Linked DNA regions of Mus musculus: all the other regions are linked to region 2. The links are chromatin contacts, called in public promoter capture Hi-C maps. All regions are on one chromosome and are shown on one strand. Each heading gives the region's core, a stretch centred on a gene start, on an enhancer-like site or on the middle of the called end of the contact. The rest is flanking DNA. Distances are from core to core; before and after follow the strand shown. Region 1 holds the start of Cfap36 (cilia and flagella associated protein 36). Region 2 holds the start of Snrnp25 (small nuclear ribonucleoprotein 25 (U11/U12)). Region 3 holds the start of Clhc1 (clathrin heavy chain linker domain containing 1).

Region 1 (3,107 bases), core at 200-2,699, 3.0 Mb after region 2:
CAGTGGTGCTTCATGAAAGCTGTAGGCTGAGGCATGAAAAGTGTGGCCATTATGAACAGCTCCTGAGGGGCAGCTCCCGATGAGGTGAGAAAAGCAGTGTGCCACTGTGGACCACTCTTACGGCTCTTATGATGGCTGTAGGCTGAGATGTTGTGATACCGCCATTTTGGACAGCTCCTGAGGAGCCATAGGCTGGGCAGCAAGGAGGGGCCTGGAGCCCCTTTGATGACTTTTGTGGCTCAGCAGCTTTTGTGGTCCTCAGAGACTTCAATGATGAGACAGGTGACAAGACAAATCCCCACAGAAATGACCTTTTCGTCCATAAGGAAATTCTTGGACAGAAGACAAGATTAACTAGCTAACATACTAATTGCTGACTTGAGAGCTGGGTCCTCTATCAACAGCTTTAGTATATATTGAAATAGTTCTCAACCTGTGGGCCACGGATCAGAAATCCTGCACACCAGATTTACAACAGTTGTAAAGTTACAATATGGAGTAGCAATGCAATAATTCTATGGTTGGGTGTCACCACAATACGAGAAACTGTATTAAAAGGCTGCAGCATTAGGAAGGTTGAGAACCACTGAAACGTTGAGATCTTCAGGGTCCTCTGCCTCTAATACCCCTTTAGTTCCTCCTGAGCTTTCCATGAACATTTGCTGTATGTAGCTCCTGCCCTCAACCAGACCTGGTACTGTGCTGTCGGCCCAACACACAGTCACCTCTGGTTCTCACTGAGTCCTCCACTTCCACTTTCATGAAACTGAAGTTGTAGAGTCTGCTCCTCCAGCTCCTCACCACTCTCATTATATAGCCTTGGTGGGCCTGGGACTCTCAGGTCTGTCTGCCTGTGGCTATCAGGAGTATTGGGATTAAAGGTGTAGGCCACCACATCTAGTTATAAGATTCTTGGGAGTCCTCTGGCTCTTAAGTAGGAAGAGAGCAACCTTGATACTTTCTAAATACTGTCTATGAAAGCCTAATTAAATGGAGATTAACTGATTTTATACTTGTCCTAATTTTAGTTGTTGTTAACTAAGCTTAGACCCATCCTTAGACAGCAAGCAAACGGCTTGCAGAATCAATCAGTAAACCTCACAGAGCATATTTCTCTCAATTTTGTTTTCAAGGGCCAGGGGGTCTGAAGACCGCTAGGGATGAGGTGGGAGGAGGTCCTCAGGGAAGCCACGCCTTCAGCACGCCATTTTGAGACGGGCCGCGCGCACACGGGAGCGCGAACGCCGTCTCTAAGCGCAGTAGCCAATGCCCGCGCGTCTGCTCTCAGCCTAGCAACTACGGGCCAATGAGTGGAGGGCTATCGTTTGCCCCGTTCTCTTCTAGCCAATAGGAAACGTTCCTAATCCAGCCCCCCCCCTCCAGGAGCTCAGGACTCAGGCCTCACTTCCGGGCTGCTGCGTACGTTGTCATAGCGACCATTTTACGTTAACTGGTTTGTGGTGTCTAACCTGGGGGCCCGGCGATTGCGGGGACCTTGCTGCCCGCATTCTCCGTCGCTTCCTGCGGCCGAAAGGCCAGACAGGGCTGGGGGAATCCGGCCTAGGCGTCCGCGTCGCCGGGTGCGAGCGGGATGGCTGCGGAAGAAGAGGACGAAGTGGAATGGGTGGTGGAGAGCATCGCTGGGTTCCTGCGGGGCCCGGATTGGTCTATCCCCATCTTGGACTTTGTGGAGCAGAAATGCGAAGGTAAGAACCAGACTGTGAACAAGCCAAATATTACTGTCTCTGCCTGCCGGGCCTAGGACAGTTTTGTAGAAGGAATTACGTACATCCCTTCCCGAGTGGCTCGTTTGTTTGCAGACGTGAAATTGCTCACCAAGACTTTTCACCCACTCTGCCCGAGCGCCTGTCCTGAAGACATTAGACTTTAATCCCATGTTCGGCCTGTCACTTCACCCCGTATCTTTCTACCCCGCGCAAGTGGACTGTTTGGGTAACCAGCATCTTCCTCAGTTATTTGGGGAAAACGTCGTTTTTCTTCGAGTTCCTTCTGACCCCTGAGATGTCGCCCTGTGGACTCAGCCTATGAAATGACAAATTCACTCTGGCCATTTTATCTGCAAAGGGGGGCATTCGATTACTCCGGCAGGACCAAAGCAGGCGATGGGGAGGAAGAGCTTTCTAACAAACGAGATATACAAATGTGGCATTCTTTTGAAGGACCAGCATCAGTGCTTTCTGATCGGTTCATATCACGCTCATATCCGAGTTCATAAGACGAATTGGACTCTGTTCATAGAGAAGCAATCACAAACGATGTCCTATCCAACCTTTATCTTGGTTTTTTTTTTTTTTTTTTTTTTGCCTAGGCAATACTTGGAGGGTAGCAATATATATCGTCTGAACTTGTGTCTTAGGTTAGGGGGACAGACTTTTTGTAAAGATCGGTGCAATAGAGCTGGGGTGAGTGAATACTGACTCACAGCTGCAGAGAACACATTTCAGTGAAGGGAATCTTTTATACACTTTTCTAGGATGAGGTGGCCTGCTTGAAAAGTTAATGGGTTCCCAGGCATTTGAAGTATCTGCATACACTCGACAGTGACTGTACTGCAATGCAGCTTGTTTGAGATTCAGCTAACAGAGGGTTCTTATCCTGAATTGTCTTGCAAGACTTCTCTCAAACCCAAAATTCTATGAATCTAGTAAAGAAAGAATGTTGTTTGATCACTGAACCTTTTATTTTATTCTAACTGTTAAAGTTCAAACACGAGTTAAGTGTTTTGGTAGGCAGCTTTTATGAAGGATCAGAAAGCAAAGCAATTGACTTGTGTTCCTGTAGAATTTAGAGTGCTGTTAAAAGGTTGATGAATCATGGGGATAGCCTGGCCTCCTGCAAGAGGGATTATGTCTCCCACTGATTTTCATGTATTTTTGAGACTAAATCCTTAATAGAAATTGTGTGGGGTATGGTATGCCTTCTATCCATCCACAGGTGTCAAGAGTGGCTACATCTCGGTAGTAACAGCTGATTGTGCATTTTTACAGAGAAGCAAAGCTAGGGCTTACAAACACACCACAATGATGTAGTTTTAGAACTGAAAAGAATTAGTATTTGTATTGAATGCATGAGAAGTGTCACAGAGA
Region 2 (3,186 bases), core at 513-3,012:
GCCATGTTGGTTCTGGACTGTAGCCCTTTGTAACCAGAAGCCCCTACAAGCATTTTCTTTTATAAGTTCCCTTGGTCGCAGTATCTCTTTATAGCAAGAGAAAGTAACTAAGACAACGGTACTTACGCATTACCTCTCCATCCATCTTGCACACACGGACAGTCATCGCCTGGCCATATTCCAGTGCAATCTGGGAGTTGACCTCTTCTAGAGTAACCTAGGGAGATGGAGATCATAAGAGCTTTCTGGTGTTAGAATGGGGCAATTCTGTGTCTGAGAGTCCTGCCCCAGTGGTCCTTTCCAAACATGCCCTTTCACTGACATGGCCCTACCCACACTGCTGGGGAGCGTCACTTGGAGACACCTGATGCCTTAATGTCTCCCTAGTTATAGATGATATATACCTACCTGTCAGTGGCCCTGATCAAAAAAGGGAACCAAGCTTGCCTACTGTTATGGTTTGCATATGCTCAGCCCAGGGTGTGGCACTATTAGAAGGTGTGGCCCAGTTACAATAGGTGTAGCTTGCTGGAGTAGGTGTGTCACTATGGGCTTGGGCTTTAAGACCCTCATCCTTGCTGCCAATATTCTGCTAGCAGCTTTCAGATGAAGATGTAGAACTCTCAGCTCCCCCTGCACCATGCCTGCCTAGATGCTGCCATGCTCTTGCCTTGATGATAATGGACTGAACCTCTGAACATGTAAGCCAGCCCCAATTAAATGTCCTTATAAGAGTCCACGTGGTCAGCCACCTCAGTGAAGTTGGAGATTAGGTTGTATTGAATAAACTTTAAAGGAAAAAAAAAAAAAAGGAGTTGCCTTGGTCACACTGTCTGTTCACAGCAGTAAAACTCTGACTAAGACACCTATTGTGTGTTAGGATTTTCAATTAACACTGGGCCTGGCGATCCTGAGAGTATTGTATCAAGAGGCTCCAGGCCTGTACCTCAGGTCCAGGGTGCAACTGACCGGCTACCTAAAACCTTTGATAACAAAATGTCTTTTGTTTGTTTTGAGGCAGAGACCCACTACTCCAGACCCTTGGCTGGCCTGGAGCTCTCAATGTATCAGGCTGGCCTCAAACTCACAGAGATTCCCTTGCCTCGGCATCCCGGGTGCTGAGATTAAAGGTCTGGCCAGACAAGAGATGTTTTAATAAAACACAGAGGGAAGTACAAATAAACTTGTGTAACTCAGTGGTAGAGCACTTATTTAGCATTCGAAAGGTTCTCAGTTTGGCTCCCAGTTCTGTGCGCACACAGACGTTAAATAAAAACACCTTTGATTGGCAAGGTTAAAGAATACATTAACTACTAAGTCACGCATACTGAAGTTTCAGGCAAAAGGAAAAGACTTGTCACACTCATCCTGAGTTCATATCTTAGTGTTTGTTTAATTCAAACTTCACGGCTCAGAGGGGCTCCTCACCCTAAGCGTTCCACTTATGCGCAGAAGCGTCTTTCTCTGGTGGGACCACCAGCGCCCATCCACACCCCAGAGCCCTGTCTCGCACCTGGATCGGAAGGTCGCAGAGCAGCGGGTCTTGCACCACCATGGCGAGACCTTCTTGGAACACGTCCACAGCCTCGGAATGGGGCAATGTCTCCTCATCATCCTCGTCGTCCTCCGGCACCTCCGGCCGATCCTCAGCCTCCGGGTCCTCCAGGACTGCCTACTACTAGACTAGTGTTGCTTTCCGGCGCTCCTCCAGCCTGCCCTGCCTTCCAGGTTGATAAGCAAAAGGCGCGTGCGCAGTGATTGTGTCCCGCCCCGACGAGATAGCTTAGCCAATGGTATACTGCGTGGCTTCAGTAGCCAATGAAATGTGCGAGTCTTCGGGAGGCTGGGAGCGTGCAGACAGCAGGTTATTGGCTGGATAGAGCAGGTCACGTTGGTGGTGCGAGCGGCGCGGGAGCTACGAGCTATTCTGTTCCCCGCTGCTGAGCTTCTCTTCGGTCTGGGCTGGTTGTCAAGGAAGGCCAGCGTTGCTATCGTTTCGCGCAAGACACCTGTCCCCGTGCACGGCATCACCCAACAAGGTGACGCTGGGAGGCGGGCGCCTCCTGCTGCCTGGGGCCTGCCGTTGCCACTCGCGTGCTGTTGCCCCAGCCAGGTCGCTTCGCAGTCACTTGAGATTATGCCATGGGCTCCATTCCAAAAAATTGCCTAAAAGGTCCACTTTAAAGTAAGGTGGAAGCCGGGCATGATGGTGCACGCCTTTAATCCCAGCGCTTGGTAGGCAGAGGCAGGCGGATCTCTGAGTTCGAGGCCAGCCTGGCCAGAGTGAGTTCCAGAACAGCCAGGGCTATACAGAGAAACCCTGTCTCAAAAATCCAACCAACCAACCAACCAAAAAACCCACCAACCCCCTCCCCGCACAAAAACCAACTCCAACTCCAACACACACACACACACAAATAGAATAAAAAGTGAAGTGAAGCTTTGGCTTGGTGGCACACACCTTTAATCTCAGCACACAGGAGGCAGAGGCAGTTGGATCTGAATCGAGAGCTAGGTCTGTATGGGAGAGCAGGGACTACAGAGGGAAGTTGTCTAAACAAAACAAATCTAGGCGGGACCTGTGGTCCTCGGAGCTGTCAAGGGCAGCCTTGCCATGCGCTGATCTCTAGTCCTCGTGTTCTTTTACACCACCAGTCCCTGTAACAACTGTTCTTATGAGGACGCTGTGTAGGCAGCACTGTGGGCTTTTTCTTTTTTCTTTGCTCCCGTCACATTCCCTGGATAGCTACTTTAATCACTTGCCTCATTTTTAAAATCCTATGTGTATGGGTCATTTTCGGCGTGTATTTCTTCTGGGCACTGAGAAACATCGTGTGAGTGCTGGGAATCAAATTTGGCCCTCTGGAAGAACAACAACCGTGTCTCTCTCTCTCTCTCTCTCTCTCTCTCTCTCTCCCTCCCTCCCTCTCTCTCTCTCTCCCTCTCCTCCCTCTCCCTCCCTCCCTCTCTCCCTCCCTCCCTCCCTCCCTCCCTCCCTCAATCATGGTTATCCTACTTAAAACTCTTATCCCCTATGCCAAGCTTGTTGTACGCACTTGGAGAAAATCCTAGCACTTGGAGAGACTGAGGCAGGAGAAAGGGTTTAAAGCCCAGGAGAGTTGCACAGCAGAGATAAAGAAGAAAGTAAGAGGAACAGGTTACATAGTGAGACCCTTTCTCAAAACA
Region 3 (3,341 bases), core at 649-3,148, 2.7 Mb after region 2:
TGTTCTCAAATATAAAATCAATTTGTTTTACTCATTAGTTCAATCACTATTGGATGTCTATTTAATATTTTACTGCTAGAGATTCAGCAATAAGTAAAATAAGGTCCTGGCTCCTTGGAGCTTAAAATTTGGTAAGACACAGATGATGTAATTGCAAATAGTCAAAGACAGGGGAAGGGCACAGTCACTGGGGCACACATCGGAGTAGTAGTGGCAGAAACCCAAGTTCCTCCTTTGGTGTCCTATTAATATCCTTTTAGGGGCTTTTATTCTGACAAAGCTATCTTTTTATGTTATGCCCTTGTTCCTACTTGAAGCAACACATTTTATTCTCTGTAGTGTTGGATATCAATTCTAGGGCCTCACACATGCTCAGATAACCTTTAACCCCAAAGTAAAATATTTGAATGATGTGGAATAACACCATCACTTTTTGCTTTTCTGTTTATGTTCACATTCGTGTGGGTACATGTGTGGAGACAGGAGGATCACGTTATATTGAGTGTGTGTGTGGGTCTTCTTAATCAGTCTACCTTTTATTTTTAAATTTTTATTGCACTTCGTTAGTTCGGGGGTAGGGAGCGCTGTGAAAGTCTGAGGGCAACTTGCTAGAGTTGGTTTTCTCCACCAATTGAATCTCAAGGTTGATCAGATCTAGAGCAGATGTAAATTTTCTTTACTGATGGAGCCATCTGGAAGCCCCATCTTATTTTAAGAAATATGTATGTCATGTGTGGGTGTAGGGTCGTCGGCCCCCATCTCTCATTGAACCTGCTGGCCAATGAGGTCCAGGGAGTCTCCTGTCTCTGCTGGCCTACCATGTCACAGACTCCACCAAGCACACCAACCTTTTTAAAAAGTGGGTGCTTGAGTTCCAACCCAGGGTTCTGCATATCGAATATTAGCTACTGTGTCATCTCCTAGCCCTACATTTTTACTTTTCAAAATGTGTAATTTGGAGGCAGCAGAGCTAGTATATTAAAATGAGGAAAGAGCAAACAGAGATTATTAGGGAGTTACGGATCCTCGTTGTAAGAAAACGGAGCACGCCTACGCTTACGGATAGGGTGAAAAGACATTGAGAGGGTGCATTAGAAAGGGCACTGGGTTTGTGAGGTGGAGAAGGGACTGAGAGAAGGCACCAGCTTTTAACAGCTTCAAGTTTCCCCGAGGGCACATGCTCCTATTTTCTCCAGGATGGACACGCTCCACATTTAAACTTATAGTCGAAAACTAAACATTCTGCAGATTTTCTTATCGTATGTTTTTTAAAACGTGAAAAGATGAAAATTCCAATACATTTAACCGTTTCATACTAGGGAGGCGCGTGACGCTCAAAAGCTTCTTCCGATCGGATGAAGGGTAGCGGAAGGGACTACCGGGAGGGGCAGAAACCTGCACTTAGAAAGACTTCGACTATACCTTAGATGTGGCTAGCTCACTACGGTGTGACAGACACCTTCAGCCCCCAAATGCCTTTCTAGCCCTTAAGCCTTCCCTCCGGGGCATTTCCAGAGAGTCCCCACCCACGCGCAAATCATAGTGCCTCATCCCCTGAGTCCTCACCTGACTCTCTCCTAACCCTCACTCCACAGCTTAGACAGTGTAATCAGGTATCCGGGAAGTGTGGAAATGCATCCTGGGACAAGTAGTTCTAACAAGAAGAAAGCAGTGTAAAACTACAATTCCCAGATAGACTTGTTTTACCTCTCTCTTATGTTTCACAAGCCCCCTTTAAAGGAAAGCCTCTCTTAATCGCATCGGCTGTATAAGAAAGCCTTTTGAGGCATTTTTTTTAGTTGAGCACATCATTTCGAGGCCATTCTGAGGTAAACCGAGAAAAGAGCGTAAAGAAACCGAGCGAACGAGCAAATCTGGCACTGCGTTAGACAGCCGCGATTCCGCTGCAGCGCGCAGGCACGTGTGTGGCCGCCTAAGGGGCGGGTCCTTCGGCCAGGAGACCCCGTCGGCCACGCTCGGATCTTCCTTTCCGATCCGCCATCGTGGGTGAGTGTATGCTCTGTGGCCGCGCTCTGGCTAGTGGCGCTACGCGTCGCTCTCACGGGTGTCGTCGGATCTAATCCGTCTCTTTTCGAATGCAGGTGGAGCCGCCGCCACGATGCAGATCTTTGTGAAGACCCTTACGGGGAAAACCATCACGCTCGAGGTACGGGCCACCTTGCCGTTGAGGAAGCCAAGGCCTGACTGAGGCCCTTAGTGTTTGAGGGCGGGTTTCTGAGTTTTGAGTTGTGAAACTTGGCTTTGAGCTGAGATTATGGTGCTTAGCAAAAACAACGTTTGGTTTTCGGTGTGGTACGGTTTAGCCTGCTTTATCCCGAGTGGCGAAATGTAGGGTAGGTGATGGGAGACGCTTTTCTCCGGGCAGACGCGTTCCTGTGCTTCCCCCGCCGTCGCTCGCCCTGGTATGGGGACTAATTTGGATTGTAGCACTCTGGGTAGTTTGCACGCGGTGTCATCTTAATTGATTACCTTTAGCTCACCTCCTCCTTGCTCGTTTTGTATAAAGCTAGCAGTTAATGACTTACTATGTAACCGTATATTAACTACATATATCAAAACTTGGCAGGTTGAACCCTCGGACACTATAGAAAATGTAAAGGCCAAGATCCAGGATAAGGAAGGCAAGTAAAGTTTGTCACTAGAAAAATGACTGGCTTGTGTGACCTAGACACGTTTGTTCTTAAGGTAGAAAACAGATTAATAAATTTAGATGCTTTTGAAAGTAAAATATTCCTGACATTAGTGTCAGGCTATCTGATTAACTGGAAACTCTGCAGGACAAATCTTTTAAAAGTTAATCTAGAACTGTTTACTGAGTCACAAAGACGATAAAATGCTCAGGCTGGGCAATGGCCCAGTCCACACTTTAATCTCAACACTAAGGAGGTAGAGGCAGCCTGGTTACAGAGAAAGTTCCAGGGCTTTTACTCTTGGAAAAAGTTGCATCTAAGTCTGTGACCACTGTTAGCAATCATTTGATTCACAACAATGGGGAATGTACCTTGTTCTATTAAGCCCAGTATTTTTTCCTCTAATAGGAATTCCTCCTGATCAGCAGAGGCTGATCTTTGCTGGTAAGCAGCTGGAAGATGGCCGGACTTTGTCTGACTACAACATTCAAAAGGTTTGTTTGAGGGAAAACATGCAGAAAAAGGGATGATATTGAATCCACTAACACTTGCTGAGCACTGTAGCTGTTCCATGATTTTAAAATATGCGATGGTTGGTTGACCCTTTTTGTAGAGAGCAGTCTCCTGTAGCTCAGGGCCAACTTGAACTGGATTCCTGAGCCTCCTTAAAATTCCTAGTGCTGGAGTGAC

The links. Promoter capture Hi-C pulls out the DNA fragments that hold promoters and counts their contacts.
Region 1: a contact with region 2 is called in a promoter capture Hi-C map of pre-B cells, with 10 times the contacts expected there. The contact joins the promoter of Cfap36 here to the promoter of Snrnp25 in region 2.
Region 3: a contact with region 2 is called in a promoter capture Hi-C map of pre-B cells, with 8 times the contacts expected there. The contact joins the promoter of Clhc1 here to the promoter of Snrnp25 in region 2. A contact is called at or near these places in 1 of 39 promoter capture datasets (pre-B cells) and 1 of 484 Hi-C or Micro-C datasets (B cells).

Annotation. Positions count from the first base shown.
Region 1 is chr11:29,245,614-29,248,720 of GRCm38.p6, reverse strand. Cfap36 (cilia and flagella associated protein 36) reads left to right here and starts at 1,449. Exons shown (of 10, transcript NM_025740.3): 1 at 1,449-1,706. The coding sequence starts at 1,592.
Region 2 is chr11:32,203,991-32,207,176 of GRCm38.p6, reverse strand. Snrnp25 (small nuclear ribonucleoprotein 25 (U11/U12)) reads right to left here and starts at 1,762. Exons shown (of 5, transcript NM_030093.3): 1 at 1,514-1,762; 2 at 127-217. The coding sequence starts at 1,555. It also overlaps a transcript of Il9r not described here.
Region 3 is chr11:29,546,507-29,549,847 of GRCm38.p6, reverse strand. Clhc1 (clathrin heavy chain linker domain containing 1) reads right to left here and starts at 1,898. Exons shown (of 12, transcript NM_028504.1): 1 at 1,708-1,898. Rps27a (ribosomal protein S27A) reads left to right here and starts at 1,808. Exons shown (of 6, transcript NM_024277.2): 1 at 1,808-2,007; 2 at 2,103-2,167; 3 at 2,588-2,642; 4 at 3,060-3,145. The coding sequence starts at 2,120.